3 separate regions of the Zea mays genome follow, and all the other regions are linked to region 2. A link is a contact called in public Hi-C data. All regions are on one chromosome and are shown on one strand. Each heading gives the region's core, a stretch centred on a gene start, on an enhancer-like site or on the middle of the called end of the contact. The rest is flanking DNA. Distances are from core to core; before and after follow the strand shown.

What was found. Hi-C and Micro-C count contacts between places; a contact is called where the count stands out from the background.
Region 1: a Hi-C map of leaf shows a contact between it and region 2, with 6 times the contacts expected there. The contact joins the promoter of LOC103638747 here to the promoter of LOC103638745 in region 2. A contact is called at or near these places in 7 of 25 Hi-C or Micro-C datasets (bundle sheath, ear, leaf and 2 more).
Region 3: a Hi-C map of ear shows a contact between it and region 2, with 1.9 times the contacts expected there. The contact joins the promoter of LOC100273175 here to the promoter of LOC103638745 in region 2. A contact is called at or near these places in 6 of 25 Hi-C or Micro-C datasets (bundle sheath, ear, leaf and 2 more).

The regions. Positions count from the first base shown.
Region 1 is chr9:101,488,260-101,491,932 of Zm-B73-REFERENCE-NAM-5.0, forward strand. It overlaps LOC103638747 (probable LRR receptor-like serine/threonine-protein kinase At4g37250), which reads left to right and starts at 2,334. Exons shown (of 2, transcript XM_008661572.3): 1 at 2,334-3,673. The coding sequence starts at 3,270.
Region 2 is chr9:101,300,837-101,304,380 of Zm-B73-REFERENCE-NAM-5.0, forward strand. It overlaps LOC103638745 (probable E3 ubiquitin ligase SUD1), which reads left to right and starts at 1,338. Exons shown (of 9, transcript XM_008661571.3): 1 at 1,338-1,855; 2 at 2,574-3,251. The coding sequence starts at 1,619.
Region 3 is chr9:101,545,737-101,549,404 of Zm-B73-REFERENCE-NAM-5.0, forward strand. LOC100273175 reads left to right here and starts at 2,386. Exons shown (of 4, transcript NM_001147620.1): 1 at 2,386-2,659. The coding sequence starts at 2,399.

The sequences.
Region 1 (3,673 bases), core at 1,084-3,583, 190 kb after region 2:
TGAGTTCTCGTCTTCTCCAACTTGTAGTTGTAATGCAGGTGCAGGGCGTCGAGATGCTGATGTGTCGATTCTCGGCACCCATAATCCCAATGCACTTGGTCGCCTAGACCCCTGTCTCCAATCGTCGCCTCTCGCCTAGGTGTCACTTCATAGCTTCCCACCTAGGCGTCGTGCCACCGCCACCTACCTGGTCACCTTGATTGAACCTTGTCCCACTCTAGGTGTCTATGTGGCATGGTCCCCTGCCACCAACCGTCACCTACAAGTCCACTATGAAGTCCCTTCAATCTAACAATGTATGTCTACTTGACTAATTCACTCTATACTTGACCTTGATGTCTTGATCTACAACTATATGTATAATTAGCTCTCAATCGTGGAGACAGAGACATCTTAGAGATATAACTAAGGAGAGGGCAGGAGTAGAATCGAGTTATTCGTCAAGTTGAGCAGATAGATCTTGGTGCTAGTATGTCATTCTTGGGGTCCTATGCCTTGGGGGTAAGCCCTATGCTGACCAGGCCATGAGTCCCTATAAGGTGAGGGATTTATGTAGGTGCCCATTCAACACCCAAAGATGCCCTACGAACCACGTGCACTCGGGTGGCACAACCCTGACACCACGTGCACTCGTGACTAGGTTGGTCGTGTGACGGTGGGTGGTTGAGATAAGGTTCTCGTCCTTCATATTTATTGCTAGGGGTGACTTTGTGATCATAAGGCGTTAATATAGCCACAACTGAGGTCACAAGCATACCCGTGAGCGCTATGCAAGGTGTGTGTGGCTATAATGTCTACCAACAATGCTGGACTCGATGGTGTGGAGCATCAATGTAGCCACGTCTGAAGTCATAGGCATACCCATTAGGATTATACAATACATGGCTACAATCTACGATGACTATCAACTACACCGTACTCGATGGTGTGGGCTCTCACACTCGCCACTATGGCGCGTCACACTCGCCACTATGACACACCAAAGGAGTGCACCATGTACGACATAATAGCTACAACCAAATAGAAATAGTTAAACCTCTGCTAGATAGGGCTCACTGTCCATACAAGGCTATAACTATCGTCTTACTTGTAGTGTAAAACAATGGTAGAGCAACGTAGAAGCAGTTTGACAATTGTGTTCAGATCCTAGCACCTAAGTTTAGAGCCTCTAGTTTCTCTATTTACACCCACTACCTAGCTTAGTCATCATCTGAATATGCAAGCTCCGTTCATGCTTGTATCTATGCTACCACCACATAAAGGATATAATATATTACACTAAGACAGACTGAACCTCTCCATAGTATACATGATTATATTACTCCCATGTTAATACACTATTGCAACGATCTCATGTCTACATTTTTCTCTGATTCTCTCTTGCAACGGTATCATGCAGGGGCGAAGCTAGGTTTATTCAAGGGGATGTAAATGCACCCCCTAAAAAATACAGAATCAGTTATAATGTACAAATTTTCACCATATATGCACCCACATTACTTGATGTCTATGCACCCATTAAGCAATTGCATCCCCATCAAATTTGCTCTAGCTTCGCCACTGGCATCATGGAGTCACTTGTCCACTTGTGGATATAGGAGTTATTTGTCTCAATCGTTAGCATGTTTATTTCGCTTTAATCCCTAATGACTTCTATTGTTTATATAGTGTTTTGTCTTTATGGATTGCAGTCGTAGCGATCTGAACATTGGTTAAAAATGAACAGGCTGTATGTTAGCTCTTTATTTATATAAGCTCTTCATTTATATAGGTACAAACATACCGTTCGGGAGAGGAATACCTTATCTGTAGACTGTAGACTGTTACTACTGTTACAATATCAATTAGTTTAAAAAGAAATGGCCGGTAGGAGAAGGGGAGCGCGAAGTGTAACTGTGTACGAAAGCGGCAGGCAGGTGCCCAGACGTTAGCAGCGTTGAAGTATGAATGAAGTGTCCGTTTCCTGTCCAAAAGTTTGGGTTTTTTTTTAAGGAGCGCCTCCCGCCGTCCGGTACAGTACCAAACTAAAGACGCTATCTAGTGTTTGGTTGAGCAGCCAACTAGAACGGAGTTGTTCTATCCCTGATTCTAGGAACGGAGCTGCTCTGTTCTGTGTTTGGTAATCTGGAACGGAGCGGCTCTGTTTTTGTTTGGTTGCAGAGTGAACGGAACGGAGCGTGACTGTGAGAACGGGATTGGAACGGAGCGGCTCCGTCCGGTTGATTTTTTGGAGCAGAATGGTTCCGGATCTGATGAGAATATTCCCTAATTGGAGCCATTCTGTTCTAGTTAATTTGTAACCAAACAACAACAAAACTGGGACAGAACGGTTCCGTTATACTTGGTTCTTCAACCAAACAGTAACTAACTGGAAAAAAAAAGCCGTCGACGTGTACATCCGTCGCTTTCATTTTTCCTGCATCAGCACCCACACCGCACATAATTAAGGACAAAGACCACGTAATATCCCCCCGAAACAAATCCGCCCGTCCCCAACCGCGACCCAACTCAAAAGCATCGCGCGGCTGGCGATCGATGGAGACCCGACCGGACGTTCGGATGGGCCTGGGCACGCACGTCAGGTCGACGCTTTCCGATGCCATTGCCATGAACCACGCCACCACACGACGGGCCCGAGCACAGCTGTTGTTCCTACTGCATCTGCATCCATGGAGGCCGACGGAGCAGTCTGCCAGTCTCTTCTCCATCGGTAGTCGGTAAGGAAGATGGAGCGAGGTCAGAGGCGACAACGACGTGTGTACTGCATGCCGGCTGCCGTTCGGGTCCCACAATCTCGAAAATTTATAGCGGCCGGGGCGTGGAATCTGAGCCCCGCGGCCGGCCAGGGCACCTCAAAACTGGGGAGGATTCACGGCCGTTCCGGGCACCTGTCTACTCTGTGTGACTGTGTCTGTCCTGTCGTCGCGGGCCGCAGCCTCGGCTTCCCAGTTCCCACACCCCACGCGGCCACCCACCCCACCCGCACCCGGCGCCTCGCTTCTTTATTCCGCTCCGCTCAGCCCGCCCGCCAGAGCATCACATGCCATTGCCAACCTCTCACTGCTCGTACCGCCTCTCCACTCCACCTGCTGCCCCTGCGCCCTGACCGCGAGGGGAGGGCGCTGAGCTACCAAGGAAGCCAACCGGCGCGGACCGGGTCGGTCAACGCTTGCTGTGCACCCGACCGAGGAAGCTAGGAGGATCGAGCACGGACATGTTGGCCTCGGCGTCGGTGCCGGCCGTCTAGGAAAAGCTCGCCCGCAGAGGTAATGGATGGGCGGAGGAGGGGCGGCGGAGCTATGGCGTGGCTGCTGCTGCTTCTCGCCTCGCTGTGCACCGGCGCGTGCGGGCTCAATGCGGACGGGGTGCTGCTCATGTCCTTCAAGAACACGGTCACCGCGGACCCGCTGGGCGCGCTGGCCGGCTGGAGCTACAGCGACGCCGCGCCGTGCGCCTGGAACGGCGTCATCTGCAACGGCTTCCCGCAGGACGACACCGCGCCGGCGGCGGCGAACGTGACCTCGGCCTCCGCCGACGGCAACGGCACCGCGACGGTCGCGCGCAACGCCACCGGAGCAACCGCGGCGGCCGGCCTCGGCGCGTCGCTGGCGGCGGCCACGGTGTCGCGGGTCATCAGCCTCGTCCTACCCAACGCGCAGCTCTCGGGGACGCT
Region 2 (3,544 bases), core at 88-2,587:
TATGAGATTCAACTATCTATCCCAATAGGTATTCTATAGCACAGTGAAAGGACAACCTGATAGAACCTCAACAATTGTAGCAGGAAAAGAATTGTGTTTAGAAAATATATTATTAAGTTTATTAGAAATGCAATGAAAAGGAGCCGACCATATGTAATTTTCTTGAACGTACATTTCAATTTTCATACCGTTTGTTGAAGGTTGAACGAAGAAGGGAGGTTGCCGCTATCTTCGAAGAAGGAGGATGCAACTAGGTCGGACTAAACTCCGACACCGTCTGACATGGGATGGGGAGGTTTTACAACTTGGAAAGTACCTCGCAAGGGGCCTCCACCATCGCAGTTTTGAGCTTCATTGCCGCCTATGCGAGATCATGCCATCAATGGATACCACCTCCCACAAGGTCGGCCAGTTCCAATGTGATTAGGCTCAACAAATTTGTACGACAAATCTTGCTGGATGCATCTTAGCCACCGCCATGCCTCCTCCAACGCCACTGATGGCTCTCCTGCCACCATCGTCGCTTCCCTCCTCCACCAAAACCACGCTCATGAAAAAAAAACGCGGGAGACAACTCAGTTGCGCGGACGCCCAGTTTAGAGAGGAATCACTCACCAGAAAATAACCGTGTGTTTGGTTGCCTGTATTTGCTGGTGCTTGCATCGCGGGATGCAATGAGCTGGTGTTTGGTTATTGTCAATCAGGCTCTATACGTGCGAGGTGTGTGTTTGGTTACCTGCATGCAGATGTAGAGCCAGGCTCGCACGATACTCAAAGCACCCTGATACTCAAATCATCCTAAGCCAGGCTCTGCAGGCACGAGCAAATTGGTTGCATTTATGGAGCCAGGCTCCCGTCGGCCTGACTCATGCAGCCAGGCTACGTAGAGAAGCCAACCAAACAGTCTTAAATGGGAGAAGAGGAGCTGGATGTGGGCCACTAAGATTTTCGGGGAAAGAAAAGAGAGAGCTGTTGGAGAAAAAAATGATTCCTCTTCTAATATTGGTTTCAGGCTGGTTTACGACTTTATTTAAGTTGCTCCAAAGAAGAGCAATATCTTATTTAACTAATAAAGGTGTGATATACAAAAGGTAAACAAAAACATACTAGACATTATCCATAACAAAAGATAAAAAAACCAACCGTGCTTGACCCAAAAGATTTATTCTTCGAATAAACCTGTTATACACATATGGTACGTGCAAGTCTACTGGTTATAATAATGTTTAATGACCATTTTCATCCCGATATAGGCTTTCAATCACAGGAAAAAATATCAAAAGTAGCACTTTACCACCATTTTTTTCTTAAAAAAAGGAGGCGTAGCGTAGATTCTAGTATGTCGAGCTTGATAAATCATAAATAGAACACTCCGGAGGTCGGATCTCCAAACCGACACGGCCACACCCACGGACCCACCACCGGATCCATCCTATCGGGACCCGTTAAGCCGACCGCCAGCGCCTCGTCACCGGTGCGTCATTAAGGAGGCTACTAAAAAACCCACGTTTTTTCATCCTGTTTTCGCTGCAACTTCCCACCACCGCCTATATCCGCGTTCCCCCCGGGCGATCGATCGATCGCGGCTAACCTCGCCGCCGCCCCCATCGAGGCAGCCATGGCGGAGATGGCCGAACGGTCCGTCGCGGGCGAGCTGCCGGAGGAGCCGCGGCCGCCGCACGGGGAGGAGGACGACGAGGAGGAAGAGGAGGGGGACGTGTGCCGGATCTGCCGCAACCGCGGCGACGAGGACCACCCGCTGCGCTACCCGTGCGCCTGCAGCGGAAGCATCAAATTCGTGCACCAGGACTGCCTCCTCCAGTGGCTCGACCATAGCAACTCGCGCCAGTGCGAGGTAATATCGCCGCCGCCCCTGCCCTCACTCAGCGACGGGGACGCCGCTGGGTCGTTGCTTTAGGGATTGATTAGTTCGATTGCGTGGTGGAATCGATCGATTTAATGTTGAGCTGGTGATATGGGTGCTGTTTCTTTGATATGGCGTGTAGATTGGGTCAAAACTATGTTAATAGGCATTGATAAATGGATAAGGCTATTATTCTTGCCTTTTCAGTTGCTAGAATTAGGGGATTGAGGTTCGGAATCAGGCAATTGCATAGTTTTGATGATTATTCAGCTAGCAAATGAATTTTCATAATACTCCGATGCTCTTGTGGTTTCAGAGTATTTTCAGAGGCATAGTAATTCTGTTAACCTGCAGCAAGACTCATCTTGTGCTTCTTAGCAGTGAGACTATTGGCTTGATATTGATGATTGATTTGCAGTTTCAGTTGCCTTATGTTCTCTTAGGTCCCCTTTGTAACAAGGAAAAATGGAGGAATTCTATAGGATTGGAATCGTTAGAACAAACCTCCTCTTGAATAATGCATTTTGCTAATCTAGAGAAAATGAGCGAACAAGTGTTAGTTGGGGGTTCCAAGCACAGCTGTACGGCTGGGTAGTAATGGCTTGTATCGCCAAGGAAAAAAACATACTCATGATGATGATGTGTGTCTTGTTTGTCATAACTCCATTTTCTCTAGATAATTTCTGATTTATGCATCTGTGCACTGCAGGTCTGTAAACATGCATTCTCCTTCTCACCCGTGTACGCTGATAATGCTCCGACAAGACTCCCTTTCCAGGAACTGATTGTTGGTGTTGGAATGAAAGCATGCCATGTGTTTCAATTCATCCTTCGGCTTGCCTTTGTTCTCTCAGTTTGGCTCATGATTATCCCATTCATTACCTATTGGATTTGGCGGTTAACATTGGTGAGAAGTATTGGTGAAGCGCAAAGGCTGTTCCTCAGTCACATCAGTGCTCAGTTGATTCTTAGCGATTGCCTTCATGGGTTCCTTCTCTCAGCTATCATTGTCCTTATATTTCTTGGAGCCACCTCATTACGGGACTACATAAGGCATTTGCGTGAACTTGGTGGACATGATGCTGAGAGGGATGATGGAGGTCGTGAAAGGCATGGTGCTCGGGCTGTCAGGAGGCTAGCTGGTCCTAATAATAGGGTTCCTGCAGATGGAAATATTGATGAATTAGCAGAAGCCCAAGGAATCGGTGCTGGTGAACTTTTGAGGAGAAATGCGGAAAATGTTGCTGCTCGATTAGAACGACTTGAGGCTCAGGTGGAGCAGATGCTTGATGGTCTGGATGATGCTGATGGAGCAGAGGACGTTCCTTTTGATGAACTTGTTGGTATGCAAGGCCCTGTCTTCCACTTGGTTGAGAATGCAATAACAGTGAGTACTATTTTTTCCCTACAACACGTATCTTTAGATCTCCATGTGTTGGCAACTTGGCATAACTATTTTGAGTTCCATAGTTGTGTTGCCATTCTACCGCAAAACACTAAGAACTCTTCTACTCCCTTCGTTCTGAATTTTAGTTCTTTTTAGTTTTGTCCTAAGTCGAACTTCTATAACTTTGACCTAGTTTACAGAAAAATATATTACATCTACAACACCAAATTAATGCACCATAAAGACATTTCATTGTGGATCTAATTAAAGTAATTTGATGTTTTATATTACAT
Region 3 (3,668 bases), core at 1,136-3,635, 250 kb after region 2:
AGGTCCTCTAAAGGGTTCTCTACCCTAAATATAGAGGACCAAACGGTCTTCTACGCTCTCCAGCAACGTCCTCTAAACGGTTCTTTAAATTTAGAGGATGCTGCTGGATTCTCTATATATAGAGTTTCTCTAAACGGTTCTCTATCCATTTGACTACTTTGAATAACCGGTTTAGCAAAACTAAAATATGTACAATACATTTGAGAGTATGATAAATACGTATGTACAAAAAATAAAATTAAAAAATGTCTTTAATATGGGTATTTGAGTATAGAGGACATGATTTAAAGGACGTTGTTGGAGAGAAATGAGATATAGAGGATGAAATCTTTTAGAGGAGACTATAAAGGACAGATATAGAGGATGAATATAGAGGACATTGTTGGAGACAGCCTTAGGCCTTAGGTGCTGTTTGGTTTGGCTTCGAGAATGGTAACGGCAATGGAATGAATTGTGGGTGGCATATGCTTCCGTGCAATGATTACCTCCATTTGTTTGATTGCCGGAACAATTTACCGATCACGAAACAATTTACCGGAACCAAACATAATCTTACTGCCGACATCGCTTACTCCCTGCCTGAAGACATCCCAGGAAGCAGCCGCTCGTATATTTTACCTGCTATTCTGTGGCGGACGATATGGGATTGTAGGAATAGATACATCCATGATGGTGCAACTTCCACAGCCCCCGGAATAATTTCTAAGGTTGTACATGATCTGAAAATTTGGCGCCACCGTTTGTCAGAGGGCTCCCCCCCCTATATAAAAAAACAAAGAATTTGATCCATCAAAGAAGGCTAATATCTAATTCGTATTCGAGTCCAGGTATTCTGTATCCGATCCGTATCTGATTTATATATATGTCTGTATATTTAAAGTTGGATATTTAAGATATCAATATCCATTCAAATCTTGCGACACAACTCAATATACGGTCCAAATCCAAGAGAAAATATAAAAACAAATATAGTACAACAATATTTGTTTGAATGCGATCCGATTAAACCTCTGCCTGTATCAGAGATAAATCGAATCCCGTTGGAGGTGTACAAGAGAAGAGGCTACAAACGTTGGTTCACGTTGGATAGTTAAAAGATGACAATGATCAATAGCATGATCGATAGTTAATAGGACGTGATGTGACAGGAGATATAAACTCTTCGTATGGAAACACTGTCTTCAGTGGAGTGTGAAAAATAGGTAACACGGAACTGTAGATGATGATATTATTTAACACTATTTATAGAGAGAAGTTTAAAATATGAGATCGGATAAGAGATATGATAGCTTTAGGTGATCCATAAGCTAAATACGCTCTCTTTGTGGTTCAGATTTTAAATGCTAACAGCGCAGTTGTTTTGAAACGGAGGAGGTATATATATTTATACTATTTTCATGTTACGTGATTATACGTTTAAGAAAAAAAACCATTGCTGGTCAGATATCAATAGTCAAGTTCAATGGAGACAATATAGAATTATAGAAACATACTGTTTTCCTAATCACGTACCTGTATAGGTAAAGTCATTTGTAGAAAACTTCTAATACCTAGAATCCTAGCTTGGGGAAACTATTTCTTATTTCCGTTCTGAAAAGCATATTATAAACAACAGATTCTGTGAAGTTCTGATATATAGTTTGATAGCCAAGGTCGTCGCATTTTTTTCATTCTGAAATTTCTTCTTTCACTGCTAAAAGCTTCACATGATTCAGTGTGTTCTTTTCCTCTCCAAATTATGAACTTTTTGGACCTAAATTTGTATAGCCCCGTTTAGACGTAGATATTGGAACACAAAATTGAAAATTAGAATCAGTTTTTTTAATTCTATTATTTGGTTGCACATAGAATTGAGATTCGAAATCAGAGACCAATTCTCTGGATTTGGACTAGAAACTCTCTCTCGATACAAAGCATCACCCCTTAAAATTGAGTGGAATTAGACCATTCTAAATTTCAATTCAGTGACATCTAAACAATAGAATTGAAATTACATTTTATTTCAATACTATGACTGATTCGGTATAGAACTCAATTCAATTTTATGTCCTTCAATATTGACATCTAAACGGAGAGGTACTGTTATGGGCTTATGGCTAGTTTAAAAACTTAAATCCTCTTATAGATTCTCAGGGTTTGAGTAAAAAATGAGCTAATTTTTTACTTAATCTAAGAATCCTTCCCAAGAATCCTGAAAAAAATTTAAATTTTCAAACAAGTCCTTACAATATATATATATATATATATATATATATATATATATATATATATATATATATATATGGAAAATGTCCTTAATCGTCGAATCTTTTTGTAACCCGCACTACCCAAGCAAAGAATGAGTGGAAAACCCGCGTGACCGGTAACCGCCCGAACGCCACACAACACAAATCACAAAATGCGGTCGCTCCACCTCTCCCCGGCGCCACCAAGGCCGCCCCTCCCGACGCTGAGGCGGCGGCCGGCGCCGAAGCCCCACTTCTCCGCTCCCAGTCGTGGGGCTGCTGTCGGTGGTACCTCATTCTATTCCGCCGGCCGAATCTCTTTGCCGCGCCACCTCGCCGCCGCGGCTCCAGAGGCTGGGGCGGCGGCATCCGGTCCTCCTGACCCCAGCCCTCTCTCCGCGGAGGCCGAGGCCGAACGCGCCAAGCTGGCTCAGGTAAGGACAGCCATAGAGTGTTAGTCAAGCGTCCTGGAGTCTGGAGATTGAGATTCTTGCAACCACGTGCTCGTTGTTTCTGCCAATTGGGCGACGAGGTTCTCCAGTATTTTGACTATTTGAGTGAGCTAGTAGAGCACATCAGCGAATGCGCAAGGAAAGAAAATGTAAGCAATGCCGTGGTAGTTTCTTATTCTGCTACTCCTTTGGAGGAAGACAGAAGCAACCAAATGCCTTCTGTGGTCTGGTGTGATTGAATGAAGTGGCACACCTTAGCTGCTTAGCATTCGATCAGTATTAACCATATTTGTCATCCTTGATACATTGCCTTAGTCCATTTATCAGAAGAGGTGTGATATCGTTTAGTTTTACCATATTCAGAAACCACATTTATTAGTTCTACCAAAATCTCATGTAAACTGTGATATCTTTTGTTCATGATTTCTGAAGTTGTGTTACTGACTTACTGTAACATTTGCCAATATCCATGTGTTAGCTAGAGGTGCTACCTTGTGTTACTTGACTCTTATCCTATAGTAACTTGGTTAAATTGTCAAGCTTCAAGAGAGTTGTTTCCTAAATAAACTTCGACATGGTGACCTTCAACTTCAAGAGAGTTGTGTTTCCTAGATAAACTTCAACACGGTTACCTTTCTAAATTTTTAGGCACCCCAGCTATTTTTCTCCATCACCTAGGTACTGGGATCTACCAACAGTCCAACACTCGTGTTAGCTAGGAGGTACCGTCTTCTGTCACTCGACTGTTAGCATAGAGCGACTTGGTTAAATTGTCAAACTTTAACAGAGTAGTTTCCTAAGTAAACTTTAACATGGTGGTCTTTCTAGATTGTCATGCACGTAAGCTATTTTCCTCCATCATATAGTTACTGGGGACTTCCAGAACTCCTGCTCCCAGCATGCATGCTACGATTCCAACACTCGTGTCCCCCCCAACGTACATTTACTAAGCACGCTATGATTCTCAAGTATATAGCCAATCAGTGATTAC